Regions from separate parts of the Sus scrofa genome. Here region 1 is linked to region 2. Evidence: chromatin contacts called from public HiChIP or PLAC-seq data. All regions are on one chromosome and are shown on one strand. Each heading gives the region's core, a stretch centred on a gene start, on an enhancer-like site or on the middle of the called end of the contact. The rest is flanking DNA. Distances are from core to core; before and after follow the strand shown. Region 1 overlaps JARID2 (protein Jumonji). Region 2 overlaps JARID2 (protein Jumonji).

Region 1 (5,176 bases), core at 1,478-3,977, 140 kb after region 2:
CTGTAGGATGTTGCCAACTGCCCGTGGTCACAGTAGGCGCTGCCCCCTTCGGCCAGGTAGGCACCCCACACTGATGGTGGGGTGGCAGGTCTAGGGTGTTTGCAGCTCTTCTTTCTGGGCTGTGCAGAGGGCGGTCTGGAACAGGGCCGGGTCGCTGCAGGTTACTTCTTTGGGGTTATACCTGGTGCTGATGGCTGGCCTTCTGGCTGGCAATGCAGCACTCATCACACACTCCCGTTCTTAGGACTCAACCCTGAGGCCCTTCTAGGACCTACGTGTGACTTGGTGTGCGTGGGGCAGAGGGGGGAGGGTGAGACTGTACACACGTAGGTGCCAGTGAACCTCTCCTTCTCTCCCTGACTTCACACGTTTCAGCTTGCACGGGATTTAATTTATACCCAGCGGGGGATCTGCCCGTAAAACACACACACCTCCACAGGTCTGTCTCCACCTTTGAGTGTGTGCCCAGCGGCCTCTGTGTTTTATAAAAGTAGGTTGTGTTAGACCAGAGGAGAAGAGATGGCACCAAATATCTCCCTGGCGGTCTCTTGGTGCGTGGAATTCATGCTTCTGGTCATGCTGGCTGTGAAGGGCAATTCCATGTACTGATGAACATTTTCTCCGTGGCTTATCCTTTAAAGTGAAATGTGTTGTATTTTTAGCCACTGGGTTTCTGTGTGTGTGTGTGTGTGTGTCTGTGTGTGTGGTGAGGGGGGGTTCCCAGAGAGTGTTGCATAGAGATTGGGATGGAGCCAGTTCCCACAAGGAGATGCTGGGCAGGAGGGAATGTCACAGAATTCTTTCCAGGACACACAGGGTCAGCTCTCATCTGTGTTTAGCTTAACCACTGTCAAGTGCGGATAGGAATGCCTGGGTTTACAGTCACCATGACAACAAGGCTACTCCCTGCTCCCTGCCTCTCAACAGGAAGTGAACCCATTCATTTGTCCAAGTGTCTCAGAGTTCCTTTATGTGCATTCCACGGAAGGTTAATTCAAGAATTTTGACAGAGTGTTACTATGTGTTCTCTACAAGTATTCAGTGGTGGCTTAATCCTGTTCACGTCACCAAATACTCTTCTTGAGCCCCTGTTTCCTCATCTCTCAGAGGGCAGGCGGAAGATGGATGGTCAGCCATAGAACAGGGTTTCTCAACTTTCTGTTTCTGGGGCCTAGAAAGAACCTTTCTTTTCTGGGATGTTTCTTTGAAATTTTGTGGTCTGTCTTAATAACTGACATTTTTTCTTGCTATCCTATAAATAGATTTGGGCTTGTTTGTAACAGAAAAATGCTTTTAAGTTACCACCAAGTTAAATCTTTAATTCTGGCTAGTTTATTTTAAATTTTCTAGATGTCAGGTTACATCTGGATGTTATCCGTCATTCTGCCTACGCCCACCCCACCCCACCCAGCTTTATTGAGATGTAATTGCCATTAACAGTGTGTAGAGGTTAAGGGGTACAACCCGATGCTCTGGCATGTGCATATATTACTGTTAGGTCCCCAGAAACTTAATCATCTTGTAACCGGAACTTTTTCCTTGATCACGTACACACACACACACACACACACACACACACACACAACCCTAAACTACTCTCTGTTTCTGTGGGTTTGGTGTTTTAGATTCCACGTGTGGGTGAGGTTGTGCAGTATTTGTCGTGGTCTGACTTAGCCTGGTCCCCCGGCAACCGTCGATGTTCCGTAAGTGGCAGGATTTCCATTTCTGTGGCTGAGTACTCTGTCGTTGTGTGTTCATACCACGTTTTCGTTTTCCATTCAGCCCCCTGCTAACTCTCGGCTTCCCTATCTTGGTGCGTAAAGAATGCTGCGGTGAGTTTGGGATTGTAGCTATCTTTCTGAGGTAGTGACTTCATTTCTTTCAGATAAACACCCAGAAGCGGAATTGCTGGATCATAGGATAGTTGTGTTTTTGAGTTGTTTCCCAGATCTGGCTGCACCGGTGTACCTTCCACCGCTGGTGCCTAGGGGTCTCTTTTCTCCACACCTTGGCCAGAACGTGTTTCTCCTGTAGTTTTTCCCAGTGTAATGTTTTTCTGTGTTTCCATGTCACTTGAGATGAATTCAGTTCGTGGAAGAATGAGGCTGGGGGCAGTTCAAGTTCCCCTGCTTTGGGGTCGATGGTTTCCTTCTGCAAGTCCCGCAAAAGGTCTGGCTGCAGCAGTGCTGGGAGCTCTGAATGGACCCGGCCCTAGCCCCCCAGGCCCACCCCCTCTGCTCGCCCAGGATGGTTTTACTGTTTTATTGTTGAGCTAATCAGCATGGAAGGGCGTGTGCAAAGGCTATCTTGGTAGTTGTTTGCTTTGAGAAGCGGGGTCAGGAAGGAATACTTTGTACCTTTCTTCCTGGAAAGTTCTTTTCGGGTGAAGGATTGGTTCCCAAGCCTGTTTTGACCCCAGAGGGAAGTTGATTCAGGCGCTGGCAGGAAGGGACTCTAGTGTAGCCCAGGTCATGGTTTATGTTGTCCTGCTGTGACTAGATGAGGCTGTGCTTCAGGAAACCCAGGCTTCAGGGACCTGAAGGCAGGCCGAGTGGTTGCCTGTCACTGGGCGGATCTGCCTCGGTTTCCCTCCAGCTCTGGCAGGGCTCACGCCTTCCCTTGTGCAGTTAACAGCCTGCCCTCGTCCTGTCCTTTGTTGAAGGGGGAACTGAAGGAGGAGAATGTAGATGTGCTGAGTTTCCTGGCGTGAGTCTTCCTGTTGAGTCATTGCCTTACTCTTCTGTGAAACGCATCTACAGTTTTCCCTGCTCACTGAGCAGTGTTTTCATTTCATGAGTCCTAGCTTAAATTCATTGGTGGCTTTATAATTCTAGAACTGAGGGATCTTGGACATTCAGACTAGGGAGCTCTAACTTACCTAACTGCACCAGCAGCTCCAACAATGCATCCTGTTTCTACTGGTGGTACTAATTCCTGTAGTATTTTCTGTTTTCAGAATCCTTCACCGTTGGAGTTCCTGCTGTGGCACAGTGGGTTAAGGACCTGGTGTTGCCACGGCTGTGGCATAGGTTGCAGCTGCAGCTCAGATTCAGTCTGTCCGGGGAGCATTCATATGCCACCGGTACAGCCAGGAAAAAAATCGTGTAGCATAAAAAAGAAAACCAAGAGTCATGTGTGGGGGAACCCCGGTGAAGTTAGATTGCTGTACTCTGCATCTCAGATGAAAAGCCCATTTCAGAAAGCATGGGTTAAAAATCTAAGATGCCTAGCATTGTGTGACATAGGAGACCAAACAAAGATAAACTTGAGGACGGAGCCCCAGTGGAAGGGATGAGCTGGGGAGGCGAATGCCCCTTCTGCACACCGGGAGGTTCCCACGTCCACTTCTGAGGGTCTTTTCTGCGTGTGCGGTTGTGATCTCTGGTCTCTGAGGGCATTTTGGAGGGAATGGAGGGAGGCAGGAAGCTCTCTCGAAGTGTCCAGCTGGAAATGTTCTCCTAGGGGCTCATTTACAAATTGCTGGAGGTGCGGCCTCCGACCCTGCCCAGGGCTGATGGATGGCTGCGAGCGTGGTGTTTGGCGTCGTATTGACACAGTGGAAGACGGATGCCTCTTTGATCAAAGGGAGACCATTAGGGCATGTTTCGGCTGGTGGAACTGAAGAAACTCCTTCTAGAGAGAGTAGTTACACGCCTCCTGGCCCCCTGGCCTGCTGCTCGCATCTCGATGAACAGGACTCAGATGTGGCCGCTCGGTGCTGTGGCCTCTGCCGAAGCCAGCTGTGTGGAGGCTTGCTCTCAAGTGGCTGCTTTCTCTGAGTTACTCAGTGCATTGCAGAGGCATTCTTTCCGGGAAACCTCAGCATGTCCTGGGTTCTGACCATCTGTGAGGTCACGACGGTTTATCTCTCTCCTGGCCCCCTCCCTCCAGGGCGTCCTGGGCTCTGCCTTTCCCTGCAGAGGTGGCCAGCCTGGTGGGATGGTGGCATGTAACCTGAGAGTGACCATGCAGGAAGCCCCCTCAGCTAAGCGCCTCCCGCTGCACCTGAAGTGGCTTGATCGCTTGGGGCTGGGCAAGTGGCACGGGAGAGACGGGGCCACGGGAAAATAGCACATCTGTTGATGGGAAGCGTCACAGAAGTGGGTTGTTCCTCATGTGGCAGGACCAGGGAAGCTAGGTTAAAAGATAAGATTTTGGAAGTGTGGTCACTTCTCAGCTTTTAGCTCATAAATTCTGTTGCTGTTCCCTTTGCTTATTGGAGCTTTCCACCCTTCCCCTCACCTCCCACCCAGTTTCACACTTTTTTAAGGTCATGTAGAACTTTTGGACTCTCTCCTATTTCTTTCCCTCTTTTCCCTTTTTGTTCTCTGTCCTTCTCTGTCTCTCTCTATCTCTCTCTCTCTGTCTCTCTCTCTCTGTCTCTCTCTCTCTGTCTCTCTCTCTGTCTCTCTCTCTCTCTCTGTCTCTCTGTCTCTGTCTCTGTCTCTGTCTCTCTCTCTCTCTCGGCTCCACCTGTGGCACATTGAGGTTGCCAGGCTAGGGGTCTGATTGGAGCCACCACTGCCTGCCTCAGCCACGCCAGATCTGAGCTGCATCTGTGAGCCACACCACAGCTCACAGCAACCCACCAAGATCCTGAACCCACTGAGCGAGGCCAGGTATCAAACTTGCAACCTCACGAGTACTAGTGGGGTTTTTACCACTGAGCCACAGCCGGAACTCTGTCCTTCTCTTTTGTACTGTCACACAGAGATAAGTGGAGCTGGGTCATGCTGAGGCCTTATGATGGCACCCGCGACAGATCTGTGGGCTGTGGCCTTCTTGGGAGGGGATAAGCTGACCTGTGGCTGTATCATTTCCTATTTCTAGAAAATGGGCTCGAGCAGGAGGGATTAATGAAGGGTTTAATTGAACAGGAAGTCTTTCAGCCCTTTGGAGTTGCTGCAGTGATGCGTACCGCTTGGGTATTAGGTATGAGAGGTTCTACTTGTCTCGCGCTGTTTCCTGGAACTCCGTGGGGATCAGACCTTGTCAGGGCACTCGAATGTTACAGACCGAAAGGGCGTAATAGTCATTTGCAGCACTGGGTAGAGGGGAGGCTTGTTTGGGTCTCTGCACACCACCAGTCTTGCCTTCTGCTACTGGCCTTGCTCAAATCCTTTGGAAATCCTTGGAGCTATGTTTATACCGTCTCAGCAAATGCAAATACAGTATT
Region 2 (4,778 bases), core at 321-2,820:
AAACTAAAGATTTTTATACATGGCATGGCTGTTACTAAAGCATTACCTTCAGGAGGAAAAACAGGAAGAATGTACATACGATGTAGCTTACTAATACATAACCGCGGATTCATTTAGTTAGAACTGCTTGGCCACATTTCAGGAGAAAGGTAGCAAGAACACGGGTAAATGTAGAGAAAGCGGAAACTGCCCTTTCTGGGGGAGAGAACCCCGGTGGGGCATGCTGTAGGAGGCGCAGGAAAAAATGAACCCCGTAAGAAGCCTGCGCGCAGGAAGAGCAGGAAAAAATGAATCCCGAAAGAAGCCTGCGAGTAGGAAGAGCAGTCTGGCTGACTGTGGTACCTAGGAAAGGTGAGGGTCCCTCCCCACTGGCTCCGCTGCCCAACCTGCTGCCACAGGGAGCGGTGGTGGGAGGAGTGGGCGGGGCAGAGGTTACCAGCTGGTGTATGAACTCACTTCAGAGACCCAGAAGGGTAGCTGCTGGTGTCTGCTGGGGATGTCACTAGCACCCCAGCCTAGGGTGGCTACCGAGTTTCTTTTGAGGTTTTCTCCGGGACGTGACTGAGCCCATACTGTGGAAGGGTGGGGTTAAAGGAAGGTGGGGGAGGGGGAAGGGGGAGGGGACGGGAATGGTGCTGTGCTCTAGGTGCAGGAAAGCAAGATTCTCAGAGTATGAAGAAGGAATTCTCGTTAGAGGATTAAAAAAAAAAAAAGTATTGAGAACTGTTCAGGAATGGCTCGGATCGTCAGTGTCAGGAACTGAGACACATGAACACGGGGGACAATGAGGCACGTGAACATGGGGAGATCTCAACAAGACTCTTTGCTTCTGCAGAGGGGCGCGGGTTCTCAAACTGCAAAGAGAAAAGACCCTCCCTATTTATTCCTAACGCGGGGGATGGACCTGTCCCCTTCCCACTGGTCAGGTCAGGGCGCACCTTCTTCCCGGTTGGCTAATTGGAAACAAAACTGTTGCTGGGAGAAGAGGGAAAGCGGGAGGGGGTCGCAGGAGGGTGTTTTAGCAAAATGGAGTAACCAGGATTTCCTTTGATAGAAAAGACATTATGTTACTTCTCACAGAACTAAAAGGAGAGACCTGATTTTCAGCCCTTGAGGGTGGGGAAGAATCGAGGAGGCCCACCTGGTGGAAGTCTGCACCTGGCTCTCGGAGAGAAGAACCTGGCCTTGGGAGGTGCTTTTAGTTATTTACTTCTTCAAAAAAAGGGTTTTTCGGACTTCCGCTCCGAATCTGACTAGCATCTATGAGGACGCAGGTTCCATTCCTGGCCTCGCCCAGTGGGTTAAGGATCTGGCGTTGCCATGAGCTGTGGTGTAGGTCACAGACATGACTCAAGTCTGACGTTGCTGTGGTGTAGTGGTGTAGGCCGACAGCTGTAGCTCCTATTCGACCCCTAGCCTGGGAACCTCCATGTGCCGTGGATGTGACCCTAAGAAAAAAAAAAAAAAGACTCAAAAGGGTTTTTGTTTGCCTTCTCACATCGAAATATCTAGGAGGCCCCATCAGGAGTGTGTGTGTGTGTGTGTGTGTGAGTCAGGGGTTGTGATAGGCGAGGAGGATGCAGAAGAAGGGAAGTGGCAGGTGTCTAGGCAGAGGGAAGTGAGGCTGTATGGCTGCTGGCTGCCTTCAAAAGTGAAGAATAGTTTACATTTGAAGTGGGATTCAGGGAGGAAAATACTCAAGACTGAATTCCTTCCCCCTCCCCCAGCCTATCATCATTATATACCTATTGCTGATGGACAATAGCTGCTGCCTTTTTTTTTCCCCCTACTCATCATAGCTATGACACTCCTTTGTATCTTAACTCACATCTATAGGAAGTTCTCTACTGCGTAGACCTAGGATTTCAGTTATCTGGTCACAGGGTGTGTGCATTTTCTTTCTTTCTTCTTCTTTTTTTTTTTTTTTTTGTCTTTTTTAGGGCTGCACTCAGGACATGTGGAGGTTCCCAGGCTAAGGGTCCAATCGGAGCTGTAGCGACAGCCACAGCGACTCAGCATCCGAGCCGCATCTGCAGCCTACACCAGAGCTCACAGCAGCACCAGATCCTTAACCGCCTGAGCCCTGAGCGAGGCCAGGGGATTGACTCTGCATCTTCGTGGGTGCTAGTCAGATTCGTTAACCACTGAGCCATGAAGGGAACTCCAAAACAACTTTTCTTGAACTGAAATTATACTATCTATGTTAACCTGCACTTGTGGAATTTTCTTGTGGTGCTATGTGTCCACCACAGTGGCTCTGGTCACTGCTTTGGCACAGGTTTAATCCCTGGCCCGGCAACTTCCACATGCCACGGGGGAGACCAAACAAAACAAAAACAAAAGCAGAAAACCAATTGCACTTGTGTTGATTGGTTAGTGTAGATGAGATGCTCGCCCTGAACTTCTCTGCTGTTGTCATAGTTGTCTGTTACGGAAAAAAAGTTATTTTTCTGTTCAGATCTTTGGTACCTCTCCATTGCTTCCGGGATAAAATCCGGGCTCTTAAGCATTACCTGAAACCCTAATTAGATCAGTCTTATCCCAGTCTCATCCTCTGCAGCACATGCATTCCTGTTCATTTTCTGTCTCTTTCCTGTCAAGTTCATGACCCTGTAAGGCTGTTTTTTTTTTTTTTTTTTTTTTTTTGTCTTGTCTTTGTCTTCTTTTAGGGCCACACCCGAGGCATATGGACATTCCCAGTCTAGGGGTCTAATCAGAGCTGTGGTATAGCCATCGGCCTATACCACAGCTACAGCAATGTCAGATCCGAGCCTCGTCTGCGACCTACACCACAGCTCACGACAACGTCGGATCCTTAACCTACCGAACAAGGCCAGGGATCAAACCTACAACCTCATGGTTCCTAGTCTGATTCATTTCCACTATGCCACGACAGGAACTCCTCAAAGGCTGTGGTGTTATTGCCCCCTTCTTTCCCAAAGTAAATGGTGAGCTTCTGCCTCCCTTGAAAGGCTCAGCTTCCAGAGAACTCTGGGCTCCCACTGTGTTGATACGGCTAGCGAGCGCCTACTGTGGCACTTGGCCTGGTTCTGGGAGAACCTTGTGAGCAAGGGCATGTCGTGGACAAACAGCTATGTCTGGTTTATCTTTGGGTCTGCAGTCAGTGAATGGTGGAGGTTATGCTCATTGTACCTTATCCCAGAGTGCATCCAGATAAATTTGATTAAATTTTCATATGAGAAATTTCACGTAGAGGAGTTAAAAGGAGCAGCCTGATGAACCAGGACACTCTTCACCTAGACTCCAAGATTCGCATCGTTGGTTACTCATTGTCCGCTTTTTTTCCTTCTCAGATCTTTGACGTGGGAAAATTTGAAAGGTTCTCTTGCTTATCCATTAAAAAAGGACTTTTGTAGTGGAGCACTTCAGAAAAAAATAACTTCAATGACTTTGTTTTTTTTCTGCCAAAGTAAATGTTGGCTCTGGTTTGCGTGTAGTCATGTAGCGTCTCTCAGTGTGTTCAAGTTAAACTACAGCAGGGCCAAGTTGAGAAATTAGTTTCTCAGTTTTTTTCCTTCCAATTTAGGGGAAAAAAAATTAGATTTCACAGCCTCTTGTTCCTATCGGCTTCCTGGTTCCCCCCTCCTCCTGCATTAAAAAAAACAAGACCATGAAGAATTGCTAAGATGTCAGTGGAAGGGGTGAAGTTCTGAATGTACAGTATTTACAGGCGATGTTGTTGGTGGTAATCTTCAAATAGGGTATTTGAACCGTGGGTGTTTTGTTTTGTTTTGTTTTCCGTGTAGGGCCACACTCACGGAATATGGAGGTTCTCAGGCTAGGGGTCAGATCGGAGCTGTAGCTGCAACCTACCTCACAGCAACGCTGAATCCTTAACCCACTGAGCGAGGGTTAGACATTCTCAGGGATCCTGGTTGGTTTCGTTTCTGCTGTGCCACCGTGGGAACTCCTGAACCTGTGTTGAAGGTAGTTCCTTTAGTAATTTCTGAATCATAGCATGGGAAATAAAGGGCCATAACCCTTTGATTTTAGCGTGTGATTTTTGGCTTTCCTGTGACATATGTGTTATCATTAATTAGCCTGGAAATCCAAGTGCTATTAAGCCATACCACCACCTAAGTGATAACTCGGCGTGATCAGGCATTAGCTGGTGTTTGAAAGACTGCTTTGGGTGTATGTTACAGAGTTTTAAGTGTGTCAGTGTCTGATTTTTGTCAGTGTGGGGGAGCTGAATATAATCTCCTCTTGGAGGCCACTTCCAGTCAGTCTGCACGGAGGACCTGGAGGGCAAACTGGCTTCGAACCCCCGTGTAGTAAGTGACTGGTTTGGTCAGGTGACCTGCCCAAGGCATTTTGAGTTTGCCCCAGATTGTCTTTCACTCTTCACTGAATTTTGATTCACATGATGCCAAAAGAAAAATAAGAATGCATCATGGTATGCACAATTCAAGTCATTTTGGGGTTTAAAGTTAATTTTGAGGGGTTCCCACTGTGGTTTAGTGGGTTATTAACCCATCCTTGTCTTTGCAGTGGTGCTGATCCCTGGCCCAGCACAGTGATTTAAGGATCCCTTGTTGCTGCTGCAGCTGTGGTGTTGGTTGCAGCCGCAGCTTGGATTCAATCCCTGGCCCAGGAGCTTCCATATGCTGTGGGTGTGGCCAAAAAAAGAGCCACTTTTGAATACAGGATCACATTCAGAAGTGTTCTGAACAAAATGTGAACTTTCCCATGTCTCTGTGTATTCCGACTTGGGCTCTTTGCTGTGTGTTCACAAGTGTGTTTATGTAGCTGCATAT

Evidence for each region. HiChIP or PLAC-seq counts read pairs in DNA pulled down with a chosen protein or histone mark.
Region 1: a contact with region 2 is called in an H3K27ac HiChIP or PLAC-seq map of alveolar macrophages. The contact joins two enhancer-like sites. A contact is called at or near these places in 2 of 47 Hi-C or Micro-C datasets (embryonic fibroblasts and epiblast stem cells) and 2 of 2 datasets of contacts at active chromatin or transcription factors (alveolar macrophages and skeletal muscle).

Annotation. Positions count from the first base shown.
Region 1 is chr7:11,527,839-11,533,014 of Sscrofa11.1, forward strand. The region is part of intron 4 of JARID2 (protein Jumonji); the gene reads left to right. Among named protein-coding and RNA genes, the nearest start is that of JARID2, 170 kb to the left of the region's middle. Within about 2 kb of position 2,728, at least 19 of the 83 cell types and tissues checked have an H3K27ac peak or open chromatin away from gene starts, as enhancers often do. A contact at or near this core is called in alveolar macrophages, where this site is marked.
Region 2 is chr7:11,389,926-11,394,703 of Sscrofa11.1, forward strand. The region is part of intron 2 of JARID2 (protein Jumonji); the gene reads left to right. Among named protein-coding and RNA genes, the nearest start is that of JARID2, 34 kb to the left of the region's middle. Within about 2 kb of position 1,571, at least 8 of the 83 cell types and tissues checked have an H3K27ac peak or open chromatin away from gene starts, as enhancers often do. A contact at or near this core is called in alveolar macrophages, where this site is marked.